Linked DNA regions of Sus scrofa: region 1 is linked to region 2. The links are chromatin contacts, called in public HiChIP or PLAC-seq maps. All regions are on one chromosome and are shown on one strand. The core of a region is the stretch at or near the end of the contact, and the rest is flanking DNA. Distances in the headings are between cores, read along the strand shown.

The links. HiChIP or PLAC-seq counts read pairs in DNA pulled down with a chosen protein or histone mark.
Region 1: a contact with region 2 is called in an H3K27ac HiChIP or PLAC-seq map of alveolar macrophages. The contact joins two enhancer-like sites. A contact is called at or near these places in 1 of 47 Hi-C or Micro-C datasets (subcutaneous adipose tissue) and 1 of 2 datasets of contacts at active chromatin or transcription factors (alveolar macrophages).

What each region holds. Positions count from the first base shown.
Region 1 is chr1:10,206,743-10,212,738 of Sscrofa11.1, reverse strand. The region is part of intron 1 of ARID1B (AT-rich interactive domain-containing protein 1B); the gene reads left to right. Among named protein-coding and RNA genes, the nearest start is that of ARID1B, 18 kb to the left of the region's middle. Within about 2 kb of position 2,023, at least 5 of the 83 cell types and tissues checked have an H3K27ac peak or open chromatin away from gene starts, as enhancers often do. A contact at or near this core is called in alveolar macrophages, where this site is marked.
Region 2 is chr1:9,949,397-9,955,325 of Sscrofa11.1, reverse strand. All of the region lies in intron 4 of ARID1B (AT-rich interactive domain-containing protein 1B), which reads left to right. Among named protein-coding and RNA genes, the nearest start is that of ARID1B, 280 kb to the left of the region's middle. Within about 2 kb of position 2,150, at least 14 of the 83 cell types and tissues checked have an H3K27ac peak or open chromatin away from gene starts, as enhancers often do. A contact at or near this core is called in alveolar macrophages, where this site is marked.

The DNA of each region.
Region 1 (5,996 bases), core at 774-3,273, 260 kb before region 2:
CTGAAAAGGAAGGTTCTTATGAGAATCCTGTGTCTGAAGTGGTATTCTACCTCGTTCCTTAGGAGGCGGAGGGGATGATGAGAGCAGGCTGAAATTTATGAGCGCTTTTGTGTGGCTTGCAGAGCCCAGCCTTTCCTGTGTGCGTTAGGGCTTGTGAAATATTATGGGTCAGAGCATCCGTTATGGGCTCCGTGGGAGGCGTTGTTGGTACCCAGCTCTTTCTGTGGGATGCAGAAGAGGATGTCTGGGTGGGGACTAGGCTTAGTGGATACAGTAGACTAAGAGGGAAGGGAAATTATCCCCTGACCTGAGAAAGGCTTGTGTCTTTTCCATATGAGGACGAGCAAAAAAATTGGGAAAAGTTTCGGGTCATCTCATGCAGAACGTGGGGCCTGGCGCGGATTTCTGTTAACGTGGCAGACTTTTGAGGAGTGGTGGCCCATAGATGGCAGGATGGATGTCTGAGCAGCATCTCTGTGTGCTGCTGGGAGGATGGAGCAGCAGGTGTGCCCGCAGAATTAGATTAACTCGAGGTGGGAGTGAGGAGGGGTGGCCTGCACCGGAGGCGGTGGCGTCGTGAGCCTGTTGTTGGAGGAGGGGCTGGGTGGCCACGTAATCAAGGGCAGAGCGGCCCAGTGCGAGTGGCCCTCCTGGAAGAGCGGCCAGCTGGGTGCGGATGAGGCAGGAAGCGCGGCAAGGTGGTAGTGAGTCAGCAGCCAAACCTCGAGTGCGTTTTCCCTTTTTGTTTTAAAGGGCGGCCTGTGTAAGACTGCCGTGTGGAGACACATGAAGTCAGTCTCGTTCCAGTCTGGCACGATTGACAAAACGCTTACACACTGCTTTCTGGTTTTGGCCTCGCACATAGGAAGTGTAAGTTCAGAGAAAGATTTTTAGAAGAGTCCTATATAATAGTGATCTAGTAAGGGCAGTACCAGCGATCCTAGCTCCTGTTCTGAACTCCTGCGCTGTGTGCCAGGCATGTGGCCTGGAGTCACTGCAGCATCCCAACAGTCCTGCAAGGCAGTCTCCCTCTTTCCTAGATGGGTAAGCCGGGAGCATTAAGAAATCTTTTCAACCCCCAGTTTACCTGATGCTAAAGCCCGGTTCTCTCCACTAAAGGAGTGCTTCCAGATCTGGCTGCCTGTCAGATTCACCCAGGGGGCCAGACAAGGTCCCCAAACCCTGCTCCAGGATTCAGGTGCTCTCAGGACCTGGAATGACCTGTACACCCAGCTCTCTGCCACCTACAGAGGTCATTGATGAGCTAGAGGTAAAGTTTAGATAAACAGACCTTTTGTCATCACTAAGATGTACAGAATTACATTCTTACGCTTGAGGAGCTTTTAGTGTATTTTGGCCCCTTGGTCACACCAGACAGAGGAGGGGAGAGAGCATGTGCTCCCAGCCCATGCAGGTGGCTCTTGGGTTTTTCTGATAGTGTCACTGAACATGAATCTACGTCTGGCCGTCGAGGGAAGCTCTGCTCCATGATCTGGGTCGTTGCTTTAAGCTGCGTTGTCAAGGGAGGCTGTGATGTTTGCAGAGGAACCCAGGTTCTCTTCCGTCTGCAGTTATTTGTACGTGGCTGTGACCGAAGTTTCTGGGATGGGCAGGTGATGGACCGGCATGGAGAACAGTGTCTACTAATACATGCCTAATAAATATTTTTGGACGAGAGAAGGGTTGAATGGACGGGCCTACGTCTCAGATCACTTGGTGTTAGGGGTCCAGAAATTGGTAAGTTTAAGAATGAAGGAAAGAGGACAAGTGACCATCAGGGAGCAGAAGATTGGAGAGTAGGGGGAACACAGGCAGCTGGAGGAGAAAATTTTAGAGTGAAAAATCAATAAAATGGAACCGAATGTCGTTATGTGCCCAGAGTGAACTCCTATGGTGGTGAAAGTTGTAAGACAAACCCCCAAATTGGCATATCTTAAGTCCATCAGGGTGTTAATAATACAGCTAAAAGAACAAATGTAAGCAGAAAAATCCTCTCTTTGGTGAGGTCATTTCATGACACATAGTCATGATTATGTCTGCCTTTGCTCTTGCCTCATGGCTGTTCTGGAGGCCGTGGTTTGGGAAGGTGTTAAAAGCACCCCGTCACTAGACCTAGGCGTGTATCTCATTTTGATTTGTACCTACTTAGCCGAGGAACAGCGTCTAGGCTGGCCAGGCCACAGGATGCTGGATGGGTCCGGAGACCCTCTTGGTCCTTGTCTTCCTCATTGTGTCTGATGATCCTTACCATTCAGTACTGGGGAATTTCTCTTTTACGTCCCCAACTGATTCTGTCTTTTAAAATAAAACCAAATCTCATAGCTTTGAAAAAAAAAAAATCAATTTGGCTCATAACCTTGTTTGAAGCAAGTGATGTGAAGTTAAATCCCACTTAACCACTGCTGCAGAGGTTTTTGAGCAGTAGGCAGGATGGCAGCACTGGCTCTGTTCATGTCTATTTCCTGGGTTTTCCGCTTGCATTTCCCTCACCTCCTGCTTGCTCCTAAATTTGAGGCTGCAAGAATTTCCAGACGAGGTATTGCCATAGTGCTGTTTTTAGCTTGGGATTAAATGAAGGCTTTCCTGTCTCTGTTTCCTCTTTTGATTTTGTTTTATTTATAATAATGTATCACTACTGGAGTGCCCATGGGTTTATAGTTTTTGTAGTTAATGCTGACTGTACCTAACCCATCTCAAGCAAATGAATTAACATCCTGTAGGAACCACAGAGAGAAAAAAACAGAACAAAACTGGAAACCTGTTTTTTAGGTTTGTTGCTGAGTGTCACAGGCACATCCTTTTCTCTAAGATCGGACCTTTGGTTTTGTTCGGCCTTCAGGCTTCTGAAGGGCTGGGCATCTTCATTGTCTTTGCAGCCACGTGTTAATCTTGTTCGTTGTGATATGAGGTATCTTTTGCCTGGAAAGCTAACAGCTGTCTACCCGTGTCAGTGCTTTCAGAGAATTTCTGTAGGAATGTATCATTCATCTAGTGCTATGATTTTCGACAGTATAATCTTAACATTCCGAAATAGCTGAGAAAGCCCTAAGAAAATCACTGTCAAAATGCTCATGAACTTAACTCTGTCAAAGAAGAATAAAGCCATCGCCTCCTTTTCCAGGCACAGATGATAGTAATTTGGTTCGCCGTGGTAACCTTCCCCTTGGCTGTATGAAGAGTACAGAGTGGAGAGGTTAGTCGAGCAGCTGTGGGCGGCAGGTTAGAAGCGAGGCACCTGTAGAAGCAGGCAGGTGAGATGCAGCAAGTTCTGCCAGGCCTCAGGGAGGAGGCAGGCTGCACTGGCTGGTCCCTTGTGACCTTCTAAGGGCATCGGGGAGAAGCCGGCCAGGCGGACATGCCTTGGTGTCTTGGAGCACCTTGGGCCCCGTCTGCAGGAGAAACAGGGTTGTAGAGCTCTGGGGACACCCTCCACGCCCCAAGAGATCCTGCGGAGGAAGAGTGGGGAGCCAGGCTTGGACCTGAGTTGATTGCCAGCTACTGCACCACTTTATGTGTACTTGACTCATTCAACAAACAGCTCTCCATGCCTATCGAGACACTGATATCTGTTTAGCACCTGTTGTGTGACAGAGTGTTGGAACTAGGCTTACAGCAGTGAATGAGACCCAGACCCTGCTTCTGGGTTTATCTTCCAGTACAACTTGAGTCCCCAGAGATGGCAGATCCCTGCATCTACCAGGGAGGAACAGCAGCACGGGGGAACTTGAAAGAATCGAAGATTTCATAATAATGAGGCTGTATAAGAATATGTACTGCGGGAATTCATGCTGTGGTGCAGTGGGTTAAGGCTCTGACTGCAGGAGTTCCCGTCGTGGCTCCGAGGTAGTGAATCTGACTAGTGTCCATGAAGACTCTGGTTGGAACCCTGGCCTCGCTCAGTGGGTCAAGGAACCAGCATTGCCGTAAGCTGTGGTGTAGGCCACAGACACAGCTCAGATCCTGCATTGCTGTGGCTGTGGTGTAGGCTGGCAGCTGCAGCTCTGATTTGACCCCTAGCCTGGGAACTTCCATATGCCGTGGGTGTGGCCCTAAAAAGCAAAAAAAAAAAATGGAAAGAAAAAGAAAAGAATCTGACTTAAGTGACTTGGGTGGCTGTGGAGGCATGGGTTTGATCCCTGGCCCAGCCCAGTGGGTTAAAGGATCTGACATTGCAGCAGCTGCGGCTCAGATTCAGCCCCCGGCCCCAGAACTTTCACATGCTGCGGTGTGGTCATGAGAACAACAACAACAACAACAACAACAAAATATATATACTAAAAATTTGTAAAGGAGCTACCGGTTCTTTCTGTAGTCTCTTAGAAATGCACCTCTTGTGTCACAGGATGGTGACATTTTCACTGTCACTGGTTGAAATGGCACATGGCAGCCCCAATGCTGCCTGCATGTCCTCCTCGCTGAGAAGAAGGGGTGGTGCAGACCCAGAGTTCTGGCTCGGACTCCGCAGGGAGACATCACATGGTACCGTAACTTTTGAAGGTGTTCAGTTGCTTTTGAATCATCCTGTATATTTAGTAACAGGCTGTGGTTTTGGACATGTTGGGTTTGAGATGTGTTCCAAACAGCTAAATGGAGATGCTCGTAGGCAGATAGAAAATAGGGATCTGGAGTAGAGGAGGGAGATCTCGGCCCAGAATATAAACGTGGGTGCTCAGCAGGGGGTGTCGGTGGAGCGTGGGTCCATGAGCTTGCCCTTGCCATGTGTGTGAAGAGAGGGGTGCTGAGGAATTCAGGGAGCACTGACGTTTAAAGTGTGAAAAAGGAGCCAGCCAAAGAGCTGTAGAAGGAGATGGAGAATGTAGGGCGTGCTCCACAGAAGCCATGGAGGGCAGAGGTTTCTGGAAGAAAGGTGTGCATAGCTGTGGTAAGCGCCGAGGAGTGGTCAGGTAAGAGTGGGAGCGGATGTCCGGGTCGTTTGGTCATTGGTGACCTTTGGGAGAGCACTCGGGAAGGAGACAAGCAGTAGGAGCAGCAGTGACTAGGAAATGAGAAAGAGGCTTCGAGATGGTTGAAAGAGGGGTGGGGTTATTGGCTTGGTTTCAAAATTAAAAAAAAAAAAAAAAAAAAAAAAAAAAAGACCTGGAAGAGGGGTAGAGAACTCGCCTTTGCTGTGCTGTCTTCCTTGTGTCAGGCACTGTGCCGGGTGCCCCCTAAGTGTCAGTTGTCCTTTCTCCTCTCCCAGTGGACAGACACTGCTGTGGCGGGCATAGAAGGGACTGTTCTTTTCCTTGTGTCCCCAGTGCCTGATGCCTCCCCCGCGGACAGGACTTGCTGTGTGCCTGTGGAGGGCCGTGCCTGTTGGATCGTCTCCTGTTAAATCCTTGCAGCATTCCCTCGTGACGGCTCTTGCATCCTCCTTTTATAGATTCTAAGGAAACGTAGGATCAGAGGGGCACATGTACTTCAACCAAGGCCATGAAATGATGGCCCCAAGAGTCAAGCCTGAGCCAGGTTCACCCTTTATTAAAGGCGGAGGGTATTTCACTAGGTTTGTAGGCTGCAGAAGGAGCTACGTTTTTATAAAAATTATTTATAAACATTTCCAGAAAATAAATTTTGTAATATATTGAACTACAGTGTGTGTTGGGTGCTCTTGATAACCTTTGGCAAGCTGGATTGTGACCTCGGAGTAGTGAGCCAGCTGGTCTCATGGAAATATCTTTGCTGTCTGGAGAGACTCCTTATAATAGGAGTTCCCTGGTGGCATAGCAGGTTAAGGATCTGGTTTGATTCCTGACTTGGGAACTTTCATATGCTGCAGGTGTGGTTAAGCCATTGCCCCTTCCCCCCAAAAGAAACAGGTGATTGTATTTGGGAAATTAGCTCTGGTTTTGGCAATAATCTTGGGCTAAGGCGATGGTCAGTAGGAGTAAAAGTTGCTAAACATTATCTCATTATCTCCTCTGAAAACTTGTATTTGAGAGCTGGCAGTCAGGATTGGCCACTAAATATTCTTAAACGGTTTGGTCTATGTTGAA
Region 2 (5,929 bases), core at 901-3,400:
TCTTGCCTGGATGTTTCTTCATGTTCAGCATGATAAGACATAACCAAAGGCAGTACAGTTTGGAAGTGGATATTTGTTTAAAACAAAACAAAACAAAACAAAAACCCCAGTATCTCTTGGTGTAAGAAAGACTGGATTTGGAGTTCCCTGGTGGCTCAGCAGGTTAAGGACCCAGCATTGTCACTGCCATGGCACAGGTTTGATCCCTGGCCCAGGATACTTCCACAGGCCATGAATGTAGGAAAAAAAAGAAAAGAAAAAGGAGGACTGGATTTGGACAAGATATATTGATTAGGTGTGTATCTTTAGCTTTTTAAAATCAATTGAGAAATCGTGAAAGTGCTTGGAAAATAGTAAATTGTTGTATAAATGAAAGTTGACATTATCATTTATCGAAGCTTGTTAGGTACTAGATTTATGTGTGTTGTCAGGAATAAGAGAAACTGCTAAAATTACTCCTTTAGCTAGAAAGTGGTTTGGATAAAATAATCAGGCCAACTAAGTCATCGCCATTTAAAAAAGTAGGTTTAGTTACATACTTGTTTTTTCGCTTTACTGCCTGAAACCTTCATTACATAGTGAATTGTAAGTGTCGGGCAGTGTACTGGAAAATAGGAGATTTGTTGAAGACAGAGTCTGATTAATTTAGTGGAAATTAGTCACTTGGTAAGTGAAACAAATGTTTATTCTTGTGTTTTACAAAAAGTTTCAGCGGGTTAGAGTGCTGCTGGCAGGCTCTGAGACTCAGTCTTCCACATTTATGAATTGCTTTCAGTGGGCCGGGCTGTGCAAAGCCGGGCTGTACTGAAGAGCGTGCACACGGGACCCTCGATTTCCTTCCACGCCGCCTGGCCTGGCCGGGCGAGGGAGCCTCGGCGTCCCCTTCCCATCGTGAGAAGGTTTTGTGAGAGAGAGCAACCTTTTTAAAGTACTGCTTTGATTCAGCTTTGGACTACGTATTTCCACATTCACAAAATGCTTTGTGTTGGTTTAAATGAGATACAGTGCCTTTGGGTTTAGGAGGAACAGTGAGGGGAGAAATTGATTTCAGTGCTTGTTGCTTAATCAGCATCTCCGCTGCCACTTCACATCAGCGTCTGTCCTTTCCAAGCGAATTAGGTCTTGTGGGCAGCACGTCAAAAGGACGTGTATTGTTCCTGGCAGGGCACTTGAATTTCTAATTACCGGATTCCTGACTTAATTGCAATTACCTGGACACCCAGGCAGGGTGAACTTTTGGAAAAGAATGTAATTAGTGAAACAGGAACTTTGGTGCCAACTCCTTGTCTAGATACTAACACGAAACAGAACACTGATAAGTTCACATCTGTAAAGACAACCCATCAGTTGATGAAAACAGTTCCTAACGTAAATGGCGTGTAGCACCTCTCAGCTTTGGGTTCAGAAACAAACATGATGTTAAAGCAGAATTTCCCTTTTTGCTTTATAACGATGCATAGGGTGTGTGTGTGTGTGTGTGTGTCTCTTTTAAGATCGGGTAATTATCGGCAGTGAAAAGAATTATTTACCTAATACTCTATTTCTGTATGAACACAGGCATACATACTTTGGTTAATAAATGTAAAATCCCAGTCTGTGGTCATTGGAAGAAGAAATCATTTTCCAGTATTCAGTGGCTTCAATAGTCATTTTGCTTAAACACTACTTTTCACTAAAAACAAATCTACAGGTTTCAACGTGGTTACAAATACAGATTTAAGTTTATTTTAAAAGCATTTTATTATCTTTAAAGCAAAATCTGAAATACTTATTTTTCCATTCCTCTCAATTTCTTATCACTTTCAGTGGCCCCACCATGCTGCCTTGACACAGATTCACAATATTTAGATGGTAATAAATACCTCCTTACAGCTTCTTGTACACAGTTTTGATTCAGCCCTTAACCCCTGCTCATTTGCTCTCCGCGGCTCCTCTGAGCTATGCCCTTCCTTTCCATCTCAACAAATCCCTTGTCCACAGCAAGGTTAATTTTGTCCCTCTATGGGTAGTTAACTCATAAATGATCTTTTACGGCTTCTTCCCCAAGGAGCTGCTGGTCTTTTTCATTTTCCGCCTTCGTACAAAATGGTACAGAGAGGAGCGCCTCCCACTTCCCGTGCTGTGGAAGCCTCTGGACAGCCTGTGGCGAGGCTCTCCCCCAGCCTAGATCTCATCATGTTTCTTTTTACAGTAGTTTCAATTCCTTCTAATTATGCAACAGTATTGAGAACATCTCCCATTTTGTATCTTTTCACATACATTTTATCATTTTTATTTTGACAGCAGTCAATTAAGCACATAGACCCGGCTGCACTTGAATTTACATTGTTAGCTCTTTGAAAAATGAGAATGTATAATAATAAAATGTTATTTGGGAATAATAGTAGTAAATACCTCAAGAAGTTGTGAAGATGAGTGAAGTAGTCACGTGAGGCACTTGCACTAGTGCCTGACCCGTGGAAGCACCATGTGTTTGCTGCTGCTGCTGCTGCTGTTGCTGCTGCTGCTGTTGCTGCTGCTGCTGCTACAGTCTCACATCAGCTCTGCAAAGTGCCTGAAACAGGATCATCTCTGTTTCATAGTGAATCACATCCCACGGCTGGTGGTGGATCTGAGCATTGGGGTCAAGTATTTTAACTCCTAGTTATTAGGACTTTTTCCATCCATCTGAGGGTTTCCAGATTCAGGAACGAAATTATTGATCACCTAGTTAAATGGATGAAATGTTTAAGGTGTTTTAAACAATTTTTTTATTAAAGTACAATTAATTTACAATGTGCCAATTTCTGCTGATACAGCAAAGTGACTCAGTCATACATATTATATACACACATACATATATTTATATTCTTTTTTAAAATACTATTTTCCGTCAGAGTCTATCCCAGGAGATCTGATATAGTTCTCTGTATAAATGGATAAAATTTTAATATGCATATCCCCAATATTGCATGGCACGTACTTAATACAAACAAATTACTTTGTCATTTATCTGTGAGAATTGTTCCACATATAGTCTTTTTTTTTTTTTTTTTTTTTTTTTTGTCTCTTTAGGGCTACTCCCATGGCATATGGATGGACATTCCCAAGCTAGGGGTCAAATTGGAGCTACAGCTGCCGGCCTACATCACATCCACGACAGCACAGGATCTGAGCCACGTTTTCCACCTGCACCACAGCTCAAGGCAACCCTGGATCCTTAACCCACCAAGTGAGGCCAGGGATCAAACCCACGTCCTCATGGATACTAGCCAGGTTCGTTACTGCTGAGCCACAACGGGAACTCCGTGTAAATGTATTTTTGATGTATTTGTGGGAGGAGGTGAGCTCCACGTCCTTCTGTTGCACATTTTATTTCCTTCTCACTTATTGTTTATCTGAAAATGCAAATTTAACTCTGTTCTCTATCTTGTCCGGTGACCCTAATTCATTCTCACAGAGTGTCTTTTCTGTGCCAGTCCTTAAATGATAGTGCAAAATTTAAAGGTGAGTCGATTAAGCCCTTTCTGTACTTTTTCATAACATATGAAATTTGTATTTGTTTCTCAGACAGCCCAGTTAAGGACAATTCGACTGAAGCATCTATGCTATAATATCTTCCCAGACCAACATCTTGTAGGTGGAAGAAGTTTTGTATGCGCGAGACATCATAGTAAATCTTCCCAACAGCTAATAGACACTGAGTTTGCAATGGGAAGAGTAAGACAGTAAACATGAAAGTTGCTAAAGGTAGTCCCTACTTACCGGCGCTTTCTGGAGCTATCCAAAGGTTTGACAAAGTGGCGTATCCTTTTCCAAGTAGGTCACTACAGCAGTAGATGCTTGTTTTTGCTTTCTCTTGCTATTGTGCTTACCTTCTTGTCTGTTTTTCCTTCTGTGGATTGTAAATTACTGCAGGCGTGAGTTTAGTTTAAAGCTTTCTCTCATATATTCACAGAAAGTGTGTGAAGCAGGGATTCCATGCAAAACTGACAGCAGTGTTAGGCCTCTCTTACCCTGTTGCTTCTTGATGTCTGTCTTATACAACACATTTGTTAATCTGACACTATTTTAAAATACTTTTTTTTTTTTTTTTTTTGGTCTTTCTGCTATTTCTTGGTTTTGGGCCGCTCCCGCGGCATATGGAGATTCCCAGGCTAGGGGTCCAGTCGGAGCTGTAGCCACCGGCCTACGCCAGAGCCACAGCAACGCAGGATCCGAGCCGCGTCTGCAACCTACACCACAGCTCACGGCAACGCTGGATCGTTAACCCACTGAGCAAGGGCAGGGATCGAACCCGCAACCTCATGGTTCCTAGTCGGATTTGTTAACCACTGCGCCACGACAGGAACTCCTTAAAATACATTTTAAAGAAATCAGTCTCACTTCAGAGCAAGAATGGACGAGACCAACCTGAGCACCGTTGCTCTAGGGCTTGCAGGATGTGGAATACGGAGGCTCTTTCTTTTTCAATCTTGACAGATTACGCGCAGGTGCTCCTGGACAGAATGTCTGCCATTTACTGAACAACAGGTAAATACCAGATACTTTGCAAAGTACCGTACATATACTTTTTCTCTTCATAGAGAACCTTAAGAGGCAGGTGGTATAATGCCACTGTTAAAAGTGAAGGCACAGGCTCAGAGCCTCGGGAGCTGATCCTGGAGGATGTGTATGTAGCTGGTAATAAAAAGCCAGTAACTTTTCCACACCATCAAGGTGCTTATCCTAGGGTCTCTTGTTCTCTGTCAGAAAAATTTTTAGATGATTACACTATTAGCCATTGATCTATACAGAGTGGCTCTAATTCTGTATTACTACTGTAGAATCGAGTCTGTGGAAGAACAATACACTAACTTACAAGGTGTTAGTTAAATAATAACATGTGATTAAAATGTAAAACTCTCATAAAATATACTTCTAATAAGTCAGACTTCCTAATTGTATCTATAATGGCTGTTTCCGTATGGAATTACTGCCAGTGGGTAGGCCTAACATCTGTCCTTGTAAAACTTTCACTTGAGCAGAGAGTTAGCAGAGGATTGTAGTTCTTCATGGTTTTTCACCTGGTAACATTACTTTAGCAAATGTGCTTCAGACCAGGGTCTGATGCTTAATCTGCAAGGCTCAGAAAGCAGTTTTATCAGGAGGATACTGAGAGATGGTGAAACTGTCTCTCTGGAAAAGACTCACTCTCCATCCTAGTTGTCAAGGCAGTGGTCTTCCTGGTGGCAGGTCTACCCAGGAAGAGGTCGCTGGGTGAGTATGGCATCAGAATGTGGAATGGTTAGGTAATTTGAAGGTTTCGTAGTGTCAGACTAGGAGTGCCAGATGTAGCCGTTTCTACAATAGGCGTTCCATGCTGTTCTCCATGCTTCATCATGAGGCAGTGATCCTTGGTAGCTGCTGGCCTGGATTCCTTCTCCCATTGTTGGCTCTTTCTTGTAGAACCTTCTGTGGTTTTTCTTTTTTCTGTGCTGCTTCTTGCGCTTCTCAGCCCCTGATTTGATTGGAGAAGGTGTTCTTGAAGTAGATCCGTATAACGTGTCCGACTAAAGGCAGGTGTCTCTAAGCCTAGACATTTGCCTTGCTCTGTGAGGAAACTTTATCTTTAGCCATGCTGAACAGAAATTAACTCTTTTTCATGTATTTATGACATTGAGACTCTAAAGCCCGTTTCTCAAGAAAGCTTGTTTAGCACTGTCCATTTGTAATACTAAAGAGCAAAAGAAAGCGTTTAGAGCCTGTGCTGGTTTTCTAATGATTCAGAAATGTTTGTTGTAGCGTTTCTTGTGTTTCGACTATATTGTTGCTCAGAGTGAAGACTTTCATTTTAATTTGTCCTCTCCTAGACCTCCTTATTCCTGGGTCCTTGCAAATCAGTCCACAGTTAGTCACATGGAAAATGTTCAGTGCTGGCTGGATCCACAGAAGTTTTCCAGATGCTTCC